Regions from separate parts of the Gossypium hirsutum genome. Here region 2 is linked to region 1. The links are chromatin contacts, called in public Hi-C maps. All regions are on one chromosome and are shown on one strand. Each heading gives the region's core, a stretch centred on a gene start, on an enhancer-like site or on the middle of the called end of the contact. The rest is flanking DNA. Distances are from core to core; before and after follow the strand shown. Region 1 holds the start of LOC107901610 (EIN3-binding F-box protein 1). Region 2 has its middle 13 kb from the start of LOC107900352.

The links. A called contact is a pair of places that touch in the nucleus more often than the background predicts.
Region 2: a contact with region 1 is called in a Hi-C map of leaf, with 2.3 times the contacts expected there. The contact joins the enhancer-like site here to the promoter of LOC107901610 in region 1. A contact is called at or near these places in 6 of 34 Hi-C or Micro-C datasets (callus, leaf and seedling).

Annotation. Positions count from the first base shown.
Region 1 is chrD06:23,278,341-23,284,222 of Gossypium_hirsutum_v2.1, forward strand. It overlaps LOC107901610 (EIN3-binding F-box protein 1), which reads left to right and starts at 3,487. Exons shown (of 2, transcript XM_016827681.2): 1 at 3,487-3,926; 2 at 4,740-5,882. The coding sequence starts at 3,902.
Region 2 is chrD06:23,494,630-23,500,862 of Gossypium_hirsutum_v2.1, forward strand. No RefSeq gene overlaps it. Among protein-coding and RNA genes, the nearest start is that of LOC107900352, 13 kb to the left of the region's middle. Within about 2 kb of position 2,427, at least 3 of the 9 cell types and tissues checked have an H3K27ac peak or open chromatin away from gene starts, as enhancers often do. A contact at or near this core is called in leaf, where this site is marked.

The DNA.
Region 1 (5,882 bases), core at 2,237-4,736:
AAGATCATGTATTATGTTTAAAAGCATGGAACTTGAACGCTCTTGTTTTTTAGGTTAAATAGTCATCCAAGTCTTTGTATTTTTTATATATTTGAAATTTAGTCCCTCAATTTTTATTTTCGAGAATTTAATTTCTCTATTTTTAAAATTTTTAAATTCAAGTTCAATAGTCAACATCATTAAAATTGTTTTGTTAAATTCACTAGGGTAACATTTTAAAATAGAAAAAAAAACTCACTTGATAGCTATGCAACAAAAACGATATAGTAATAACTTGAATTTAACAAAAGAATTTTGACAGTATTATTAGAGTTGTGTGACCCGAATCCCGTCACTTGTTAAAAAAATAAAATAGAGAGGCACTATACTTCTTCTATCAGACATTGATTATAACAGGATTGTTTAACGCTTAAATAGATGTGGTCTAACTCCACTTGTAGTGTATGTGTTTCAACATAGTGAATTTATCCTCCTCTGCCCGTGCTTTTTCCCGATAAGAGCTTTTCACGTAAAATCAGCGTGTTCTTATTTTTTTTTTCTTATTTCTTTGCGATCATTCGTACTGCCATTATTGACGTTGATTATAACAGGAATTTACAATTGAACCAGAATTTTGAAAAAATAAAAGGACTAAATTTTAAATTTAGAGAGAGTTTTTAACAATTTAATTAATAAATTATAATATGGATTCGTAATTAATATTAATGGATGTGAAATGAACCAAAAAGAATTGTGTGGGTGATGGATGTATCTAAATTGCCTTGAATAACACTGATCAAAAGTCACATTGCTGCCCCCACCAAATTACTCTAAACAAAAACTTAATTAATTAGGTAGGTAGGACCAAATGAGGAAACTTTCCCCTCTTCCTCTCTTAATTTTCATTGGAACACCTTATCAGTTGGGCTGATTATTGTATAATTTAAATATGATTTTTAAAATGAGAGTTTGGTTGGGTCAAATTATTTATATTATTTGATTTATACTAATTTTAGATTGAAGTGAATTAATTTTTATTATCAAGAATTAAATTGGAATATAGAATTTGGATAAACCTAAGCCTCAAGAATATTTATATTTATCCTTTTAACATGCAATAAATTTCAATGCTTTCTTATCTTAATCATGCATGTTCGATCAACGTATATTCATATTCCTAAATTGCGCAAGATAACGTATAACAGCCCAACAATTTGACACGTTTGAAAACATGTTTTTTTTGACTTTTTGGTAATGAGTTTTGCATGCTCTTCCTTTCTTGTCTCAAATAAAATGCTAAATTTCCATTTTAAGGTGTAACAATGTTATTATTTATTTCTTACCTTTCCCCCCCTTCTATAAAATTTCCCACAGCTGTATAGCTTTATAAAACAAGGCATGAAAGGAAAAAAGCTTTAACTCATAACGTTGCTTAATTAAGGTTGGATAACGTTACTTAATTAAGTCAGTTCTATGAATTGGGACGAATCCTTTATAAAAGTACTATATAATTAATGATTTATGCCTAATAATAAAATATTAGATAAACTACAAAATTGTCATTTTTGTTTGTTTCAGATTACATTTTAGTCACTTATGTTTGAAATGTTACGTTTTAATCACTTACGTTATCGTTTTATTACAAAGTGGTCTCTACCATTAAGCTCCGTTACCTCCCTAACGACGGTCCTACGTGACAGTCCAAATGAGTTTTAAATTCCAACTTAGATGTCCTACGTGGTAGTCTAAATTAAATTTATTTAATTAAAAACCTATTTTCATTCCAGCAACTGGACATCCAAGTTAGCATTTAAAACCAATTTGGACTGCCACGTAGGACTGCCGTTAGAGAGGTAACGAAGTTTAACAGTACAGTGACCACTTCGTAATAAAACAATAACGTAAGTGACTAAAATGTAACATTTCAAACATAAGTGACTAAAATGTAATCTGAAGTAAATGAAAGTGACTATTTTTATAATTTACCCTAAAATATTTCTCCTATTTGTAATCACCTAGGTCTAAACGTAGAGGATTTATTTCTCATCTAAAAACAAAATTTTATAAATTTTAATACAATAAAATATGCTTTAATTTTTTTATAGAATTTTAGTTGGTTTATTTTTATTTAAAAAATTTAATCTCTCTATTTTTCTAATTAAAAAGTAAGTTCAATTGTTAGCACTATTACAATTCCTTTATTAAATTTAAGTTCATTACAACATTATTTTCTTGTCACATGGCTACCAAATGAGTTTCTTTTTTCTTTTTAAAAATTAAAAATGTCACGATAACAAATTCAACAAAAGAATTTTAATAGTATTAATAATTGGGCTTGAATTTGAAATTTGAAAAGAAGAGGGGTTAAATCCCTAGACATAATAAAAAGTTGAGGGACTAAATTTAAAATGTAGGAAGATTATAGGGACTCAAAGCATATTTTAGCCTTTTATATATTTGGGTTGTTTTTATATTGTATATTTTAGGATTAATATATCATTTGCCACCTTAGCTTAGTTTCAATGTTCAATTTGGTATCCATACCAAACAACATCATATAATCCAATGAATGTTTAACTCGAGTGCTTTAGTAAAAATGCATAGGTACTTAATTGGGAAAAAAAAGGTTAGGTACCAAATTGAACATCAAAGTCAAACTCAAGTACTCAATTACAACAAATTAAAAAATTTAGGTACCGAATATTGAAGCCAAACTTAAGTATCAAATTGGAGAAAAAACTCAAGTACCAAATTAAATATTAAAGACAAACTCATGTACCAAATAGTATATATTAACCCTATATTTTAGGCAAAATTATAATATCAATAATTTATTTTATATAAATTTTGATACTTTAAATTATCATATTTTTAACAATGATTTAATTTATATCATAAGTTATTTAGTTTCTACCTACAAAACCGAAGCTTAACATAGATCATATAAGGAAAAATACCTATCATATATGGAATTGCTTCACATATTTGTAACTTTTCATGGATTTATGAGAGGAAAAAAAGACATCTATATTTCAAATTGACAATTTATGATCGGAGAACAAAAAAAAAAAACAGTAAGATTATAATTGAAATTTCACTATGATCAGAAAGATCAATGGTAGTATAAAATCCAGAAATTACTCCCTCTATTTTATTTGTCAAAATTTAGTTCGAAAGTCAAGAAGTTAGTTTAATTATCGGTCATACATGGATTTGAATTGGTGAATTTTATTAATTCGTTTCATATAAATTGTTTAATTATTATTTTTACTGATGTGGTGCGTATGAATAGTTGAATTGTTATTTTATATAAAAAATATTTAACAGTGTTATCCAATTAAATTAACTTGTTAATTTTCGTAAAGCAAAAGGGAAATACCTTAACCAATTAAAGTAGGAGGACTAACTTCTTAATTCTTGTAAAATAAAGGGACCAATTAAAATAGACTCAATTTTAAGATAATAAAGGGAGTATAACAACAAATAGGCCAATTATAAAAAACCAACAAAAGCAAAAGTGGTAAGTGGTATTGAAAATGGTGGTGGGGGAGAAGATAGAGAGTATTGAAGGGGAAAAAAAAAAAAACGACATTTTTGCTCAAATACATTGCATGTGGGTATCTTTCCAGTGTATTATCACATACCCAAACCTCTCTCCTCTCATCATAAAAACAACCCCTTTTTTCCTTTACCTCTCATCTTTCATTTCTCATTCTCCACAGTTTCTTTCTTTCACTCTTTTTTTTTGCCCTATCTAATAGGGTTCCCATCATCTTCAAGCTCCAGTCTTTCTCATGCATTCGTGTCTTCAAGCCATACACGGTGACGTTTTAGCCTTCTTCCTTTTTGGGTCTCTCTTTGGAGGGTTTTTGGGCGTGGAACAGTGCATATTTGACCTCCCGGGGTTTTTTGAGCTGTACTCATGTCAAAGCTCTTTGCTTTTAGTGGTAAGCTCCTCATATTTGCTAGTTATTGTTTTTTTTTTTTGTAAAATTTTCAGCTGTTGTCTTATATGTGGATACCCTTTTTCTTTATATGAACAAATTTTAGATTTTTGAGTTATCTTAGGTAACTTAGGGTACTCGTCTTTATCGTTATTGTAAAAGTATCATGGATGGTTTTAATAGCCTTTTAGCAAAGATTTTTGTTTCATGGTATTTGGTTGACTGGATAAATGTGGAATTTTTTAGTCTTGGCTGTAAATTAGTTAATTCAGTTAGATAAGGGAGGAAAAAAATTAGCAGCCTTTAGGTGATTCTAGTTGTAGATTAGGTGCCTTTGGAACCAATCTGATTGTTCATTTTTTTCATGCCACTTATTAGTTTAGCCCTCAACTGTCAAATATGTGAAGAGATTTTGATGTTATGGACGAACTTTGAGGATGTTTCTTACCTTAATTTCTTTTATGGTTTTATGATTCTTTCTACTTGAAAGCAATAAAGGAGTTTTGGTTGTAGATCAGGTCTATTCTGAATGGATCTGTTCGGACGACTGTCTTTTAGGCAGTAGGTTGTTTGTTCAGTTACATAGGACAGGACTACATCTGAGATGGATTTTTCTGAGTTATAAGCTCCATCTAGTTCATGGATCTTGTATGGTGTGAAAGTTAAATATTCTTAGGTTTCTTTGTTAGCCTCCTTATGTAGCTCTTAGGTCCCTAGACAAGTGCTATTTGATCAATAAACATCTTTCAAACATTTTAGCTCGGTTTTCTTGTAATTTGCTTTGTTGATCTCATAGTTCTTTGTATTGGTTTGCAGGAAGTGATGATTTTTGCCCTGGGGGGTCAATCTACCCAAACCTCAAGGAGTCAAGTCTCTTTTTGTACCCTAACCAGGATGTGTATTTCCCTCCTTGCAAGAGGTACCGCATCAGTGCCCCATTCGTTTTCGCTGGAGGGAAGTTTGAGCAAAAGAAGCCTTCAATCGAGGTCCTCCCCGATGAATGCTTATTTGAAATCTTCAGACGGTTACCTGGAGGCCAAGAGAGGAGTACCTGTGCTTGTGTTTCCAAGCGCTGGCTTACACTTGTAAGCAACATCCGTAGAGATGAAATCAGTGATAATAAAACCCCCCAAGCTTCGGATCTTGAGCACGAGAATACCGATAAGAAAGGTGGAGTTTCTTCTGAGGATGTAGATTTGGATGTTGAGGGTGATGGATACCTCTCAAGGAGTTTGGATGGGAAGAAAGCAACAGATATTAGACTTGCATCTATTGCTGTCGGAACAGCTAGTCGTGGAGGATTGGGGAAACTTTTCATTCGAGGAAGCAAGTCCAGGCATGGAGTAACTACTGTTGGCCTCAGAGCCATTTCCCGCGGGTGCCCTTCTTTAAGGGTTCTTTCCTTGTGGAATTTGTCTTCTGTTGGAGATGAAGGTCTTTGCGAGATTGCCAACGGGTGTCACCAGCTAGAGAAGCTTGACCTTTGCCACTGTCCCTCAATTACTGATAAGTCTTTGCTTGCTGTAGCAAAGGGCTGCCCTAACTTGACTGATCTGACCATCGAGGGTTGTGCAAACATTGGAAATGAAGGTCTTCAAGCAATAGCACGTAGCTGTCCCAATCTAAAGTCCGTTTCCATCAAAGATTGCCCCCTTGTTGGAGATCAAGGAGTTGCGAGCCTGTTGTCTTCAGCCTCATATTCCCTCACAAAAGTCAAGCTCCAGGCCTTGAACATCACTGATGTCTCTCTTGCTGTTATCGGACACTATGGCAAGGCAGTGACCGACCTTTCTCTCACTAGCCTTCCAAATGTGAGTGAAAAGGGCTTCTGGGTAATGGGTAATGGTCATGGACTACAGAAATTGAAATCTTTCACAGTTACATCCTGCCGTGGAGCGACAGATTCGGGACTTGAAGCTGTTGGAAAAGGTTGCCCGAATTTGAAGCAGTTATGCCTCA
Region 2 (6,233 bases), core at 1,177-3,676, 220 kb after region 1:
TGCTCCTTTCGAGGTGACAACAGTTGCCGTTATTAAACAATATATTAATAACTACAACCATTGTCGCGCCGACCCAAGTTTAACCTTTATTGTGCCGAAACATTCCTAAGAGCCTTCTTATGTCCACCTCGGTGTCAACCTTCGGATAAGAATTAAAGGTTAAAGATACCAGTTACTTGGAAATAGAGAAAAAAATTATGTTGATTACACCAAAAAGCCCTTCGTTTTTCCTTATGATTATGACCTCAATCTTATATATGGTATATATAAGGCATTATTTGCAAGTATCCAAAAAGCTTGAACTTGTGATCGCATAACAAACGTTAACTGGCCCTCAATTATACTCAAACCCGTGGCTGTATCACGGCCGTCAATTGGGACCTCTATATAGACTTCAACCCGTGACTGTATGAAGTACTGTCACCCCGAAACCTAACTTCTATAAGATGGGTTTCTAAGGTAATGGTCCTATCCCAACATGACATATGAAAAATATGTGTTATGAAACGCGTTATTGCATCCCTGCCCCCTCAAATCTACTTATAAACTTTAACGGTTTCACTTTTAAAACTTTAAACCCTAAACTTTAATTCTTAACAAAAACCTTAACCTTAAAAAATTGAAGGCCGAGCTAGGCGCACTTTCGTGCTTTCACACTTTCTCTCCAAAATCGGCCTATTTCCCTAAATTTCGAAAAAAATGGGCTAATATGCCAATTAAAAAAACAAAAATGGCACATTAGGCTTATTTAGCCAAGTCAATAAACTAATTCAACTCACAAATTGCCCATATATGGTCTATATAAGTAGGACTCAAACCTAAGATCTTGCTTTTCTCAAGACCTCAATCTTGCCATTGAATTGTGGTTGCAACTAAAAACTTGTAATATATACACTATATGTGATCATATTTGCCATGTATTTTAGAAATGGGTTAAAATTTACTTTTCATCCATGTACTACGTGTAACATGTTAATTAAATCATTAAACTTTAATTTCATTTTTAGTCCCTATAGTTTTAAAATTTTAGTCATGATTAAATTGTGGTTGCTAAATTCATCAAATTAATCTACTATTTCCAAAACTTGATGTGACAAGCATATTATCACATGTGTAGTGTCATATTAGCTTGTTATTTTTACATATTACTCATATAAAAGCCATTTAATGGATTTAATGGCTATTGCTTGCATCAAGGTTGAAAATTTGAAGTTTAAAAATTATAGGGACTAAGAATGATCCAGTTGGAGAATATTAACTAAATTTATAATTTTACGCATAGTATGAAACTAATTATAGAAATTAACCAAGTGGATTTAACAACTACTCTAAAGTATAATGACCAAAACTGATCAAATTAAAAAAGTACAATCGCTAAAATTTACCAAATAAAAGTATAAAGACTAAATACACGAGTTACATAGAGTGTAGGGACTAATAGAAGAAATTGACCTTTTTAAAATGCCCTTAATTTAAAATAAAAATCCTATAAAAAGTAGAATCTTGGTCTAGGGAGATTTTTGGTTCTTTCCTCGTTGTCTGTCTATCTGTATTGTCTGCTGGTACTTTGCAAGTTGTTAATGAAAAGATAAGGTAAGTACGCAATGGAATCTGCAAACTATGGTTTTGGGATTAGGAATCCAAGGGTGACTTCACAATGTCAAAAAAACAAAGCTTTTGTTTGCTTTAAAATTCGCGATTCGCACGGTTGGCAAGAGCTTTTGGGTTCTTAACACACAATTATCATATGCAGGTTTGCATTTTAGAACTCTACAGTTAAGTTGTTTAGGAAATGGGTTAGATCTCGAGAAAAATAATTTTGGCCTGAGTCTAGTTTGAATTTGTAAAAATTAAAAAAAAATTGTTTTTTTTTTAATTTTTTTACTGTTTTGTTGCTATTTTCTTATTGTTTTATCATTATATTGCTATCATTTTACTATCATATTATTATTATTTGGATATTGTATAACTATTATTTTATTGTTAATTTTGATACTATTTTAGAGACGTTTGCTTGTTAAGTTGCACCTATCTTAATGTTATTTAAGTATACATATTTTTAATTTTTTTTAATATTTTGGAAATATTTATTTTAATATTTTTAATATTTTTGATGTATTATATATATTTTAAAAAATTTATATAAAAATTTAATACGGGCAGCCAGGCCGAATTCAAATTTTAACATTTTTAACTAAGTCGGATATGGACAAAATTTTAGATTCAATTTTCAAACTTGGGCTTAGTAAACGAGCCTAAAATTTTGGCTGAGCTCTACCCGAATCAGACCCAAAAACACCTATATTTTACGATCTTACTTTATATTTTAACCTGATTTGAACTAAACTAAAAATTTTAAAAAGAATTCAAGCGGACCTACCCAATGGATAAATCTAGAGTGGGCTCATCCTATGGACCCTAACTCCTATAAGTTAATTTCCATCGCATTATCTAGGCACTATCACCTTTCCCGTTTTAAAGTCCAATTCATTGGGCCTGGCTTTTTATGTAATTCTGTTTAATAACTCTAACATTAATTTAAGGCGAGTTTAACGCTACTGTCAGAAAAAGCTTGGCTCGATAATAATATGTTTAAAACGTATGAAAAAACAATAATTTGGAAAACTTTCAATTATTTAGTATATTAGGATAAATTTTAAAATTATATATTAATTTTAATTTAATATGCAACTTTATATATAAAATTTTAATTTGATTTAAAATTCATAAACTATTAATACAATTGTTGGTATAACATTTTTTTATATTTATATATTGTATACACAAATAATTATATTTTTAAAATATGTATGCTTAAATCAAAATTAATATTTCATATATACATTTGAACCACAAATAAAGTTTTATGTGTATAATTATACTAAATTAAAATTCATGTATCAAAGTGTACACTTTATATGTAATTTTAAAATAAAAAAGTGAGAATAATAAAATCGTTTCATCTAAAATCTAATTTCCAAAAGCTGTAAGCATAATTTTCTTTTTTATCTTTTCAGCTTGATTTGTCGAACCATAATTTTAAGGGAAAATACGAAAATGCTGTACTCATTTAATATTACTGTGAAAAAAACAAAATTTAACCTCAATAGTTATGCCAACAATCATATTTTGTCCGAGATGATCTCGAAGGGATTATTATTTTGAAGTTACTATTATTATACTAATATTATTTTTAATTATTATATTTTTAGCTTAAAAAAAGTTATTATATTTTAAAAGAGAGAGAAGAAATAGATATTATCGAAAGAGATAAGAAAAGTTTAGGGGGAAAAGAGACTTTGAGAAAGATCTACAAGGAAGGAGAGAATTGGGAGAAGTGGAGCATGACCATTAGAAGCTAAAGTAGAGGAAAGCAAAAGAGAAAGAGATGGGGTTTTGGTAAAAGCCCTTCATGCATTACAACTTTGATCACTTTCACTTTCTTACACTTCTAATCTCACCATAAGTTCCAACACCCACTACTTGAACTTTCATCATCCCTCAACCCTCTCAGTTCACCACCTACAAGCAAAATCTGAAAAAGAGGATAAAAGCAGTACCCATGATTATGAAGTAGGACTTGCTATCGAAAATTTTGAAGTTTAGTTCTCTCGTCACTCCAAGTTTTCAACCCAAAACTTTTGGATCTTTGATACCCCATTTATCGTGGTATTTACATGTACATATGTTCCTCTCATGGCACCTCGGTTTTTACATATATCTCTGTGTATAGATATATCCATGTGTTTCTACATATATCTGTGCAATTATGTAATTAAATTATGTGTGGTTTGAAGGTGCATATCATATGTATTTGATATGTATTTGTAATTATATGTTAGATGTGTATAGTCGTGTTTTATATGTGACTTGAAATCATTTCTCCTATCCTAAGTGTGTGTAATTATGTAGACTATGTGTCTCTCGTAGCATCTTGTATGTGTGCATTGAGTTGTGTTGTTCTCATTGTTCGAGTGGTTACTTATTTGAGATTAATCCTCATGAAAATCATTAAGCAATTTTAAAATATATAAATTTCATTTATTTTTTAAAAGATGTTTTTGGAATCTTTAGAATGTCTCAGATTAGTTAATTTTTAAACAAATAAATACATTTCTTTTAGTTTATTAAAACTGGTCTTTTAAATCCTCAAGGTGCCACAAACTAAAATAATTTTAGAATATATTTCCTTTTATTTTTAAAAGAGTTCTTTTCAGTATTCGGGATGTGGCGAATTAAATAATTTCTAAAAGTATAAAATTTCCAACAAGTTTTTATTTTCCATGAAATTATCGTTATTGATTTAAAGAAATTGTGATATGGTTTGTTAATCAATTCATAATTTTTAGTGCTTGGTTTGTTGATATATATATATTTGTTTTTTACACATCTTCTAGAATGGAATCTGGGAATGGTGATACGGTTTCAGTGGGAGACAACATAAGGAGATTGGCAAAAAAGGTTAGGCGAAGGCCAGAGGAGCCACTGGATCTGGACGATCCTGTTGTTAATGACAAAGGCATGAAATTGGACTCCATTAATGTTCGAACGGTGTCATGGAAATATAAGCTTTTGAATACCACGATTGAAAGGATTAATTTGCAGAATGAAGAAGACATCGAGTTACTCGAGGGAGACGAAAAAAAAATTTTTTTTGATGGCATCCCTTCCATCACTTTCTTCGAAAGGGTACATCAATTCATTGCTAAGCACATGACCCGAATTGTGGTCGTCGAATTGCTGGGGAGGAAAATTTCGTATCTTACTATGGCCAACAAATTGCAAGCTATCTGGAAAATTAAGTAACCACTACAAATAATTGACTTAGAGAATGACTATTTTTCTGTTAAGTTTTAGGATGATGATAAGTACCTTTATGCGGTGTCGGGAAGGCCTTGGACAATTTTTGGTCAATATCTCACCGTACGGTCGTAGACGCCTCCGTTCTCAATGGATCAAGATTTTCCCAATAATCTGATGGTTTGGATTAGATTGCCTAGTATATATGAATGTGTAATGTGAATGTGCAAGTATATACGTCGAATGAAGTAATAAAGTGATGAGTGAGTATCATCTCCACAGGGATTGGAATTGGCTGAAATAATTAGTTATGCTATTACTACGAAATTGACTAATTAAATTGTGCAAAAGAAATAGGTGATTAATTGATAAAGAAATGTAATGAATGGATTAATAAAATCAATTATGAATAAAAATATGCTAAGGGAATTAAAATGCTGTGGCAATTCTTAAAGAGTACTGTTGAATAATAAATGTTGGAATTACTCGGGCTTATTTCTATAACATAATAATGCCATGGCAAAATCTTGATCATACTACTGCTCAGGAAATCACTACTGCAGCTTCTTTTGAAAGCCAAACTTTGAGCTATCATTCTGAGGGTTTTTTTTTATGTCTATAGAACTCAAGAATGATATCCAGATTTTTCTCCCTTCCCCTATATAGATTGCAACTTCTATGTCTAGAGTGCTACAAATATTCTTTTGAATACTTGACTGTATCAACCGATTATAATCCAATCTAATTAATCTTTTCAGAATTAAATCAGATCTAATATCATACTGTACAGTCATCTATGTCTAGAGCTTGCATGCATGCATTAAAAATAATCTCAAATTGAATGAAACAGTATCCTACTCAAAATCAAACCATGGGCATTAAAGATAATAAAAATTCACCTAAATAATTCCAACCCAATGAAAATTAACTCATGGGTTGAACATTCGAATCCATAACAAAACCATTCAACATCATGTTTAAAATAAAAAATCACAAAGTTCAAATAAGAAAATAAAGGCAGAACTGCAAGAAGCTTTTGCTACTTCAGCTTTCACTCTAAAAATGAGATTTGATGCAAAACCCAGAGTAGATTTCTCTTCCACTTCCTTGTGTCTGTAATTTTTCTGCTCTATGAGCTGTTACCCTTTCCTCTCTTTCTCCGAGATTTTTTTTCACGAGAACCTTCTCTAGAGAGAAAAAAACTATTTTCTAAATTCTCCTCCCTTTCCCTGATTCCACTTTTCTCTTTCCTTCTTTATAGGGTAGGTCTCTCCCTCTTAGCACGCACATTTTGCTTTCTCTTTTTTAGGGTGGTTTATCTGGTACAAGTACAACTAGCTGAGAGTGACATAGACTGAGTGCTGCGTCATCTTCTTGGAATTGCCATGGCATTCGTATTGGCAATCTAACCAATATTTTGTCATGGAAATATT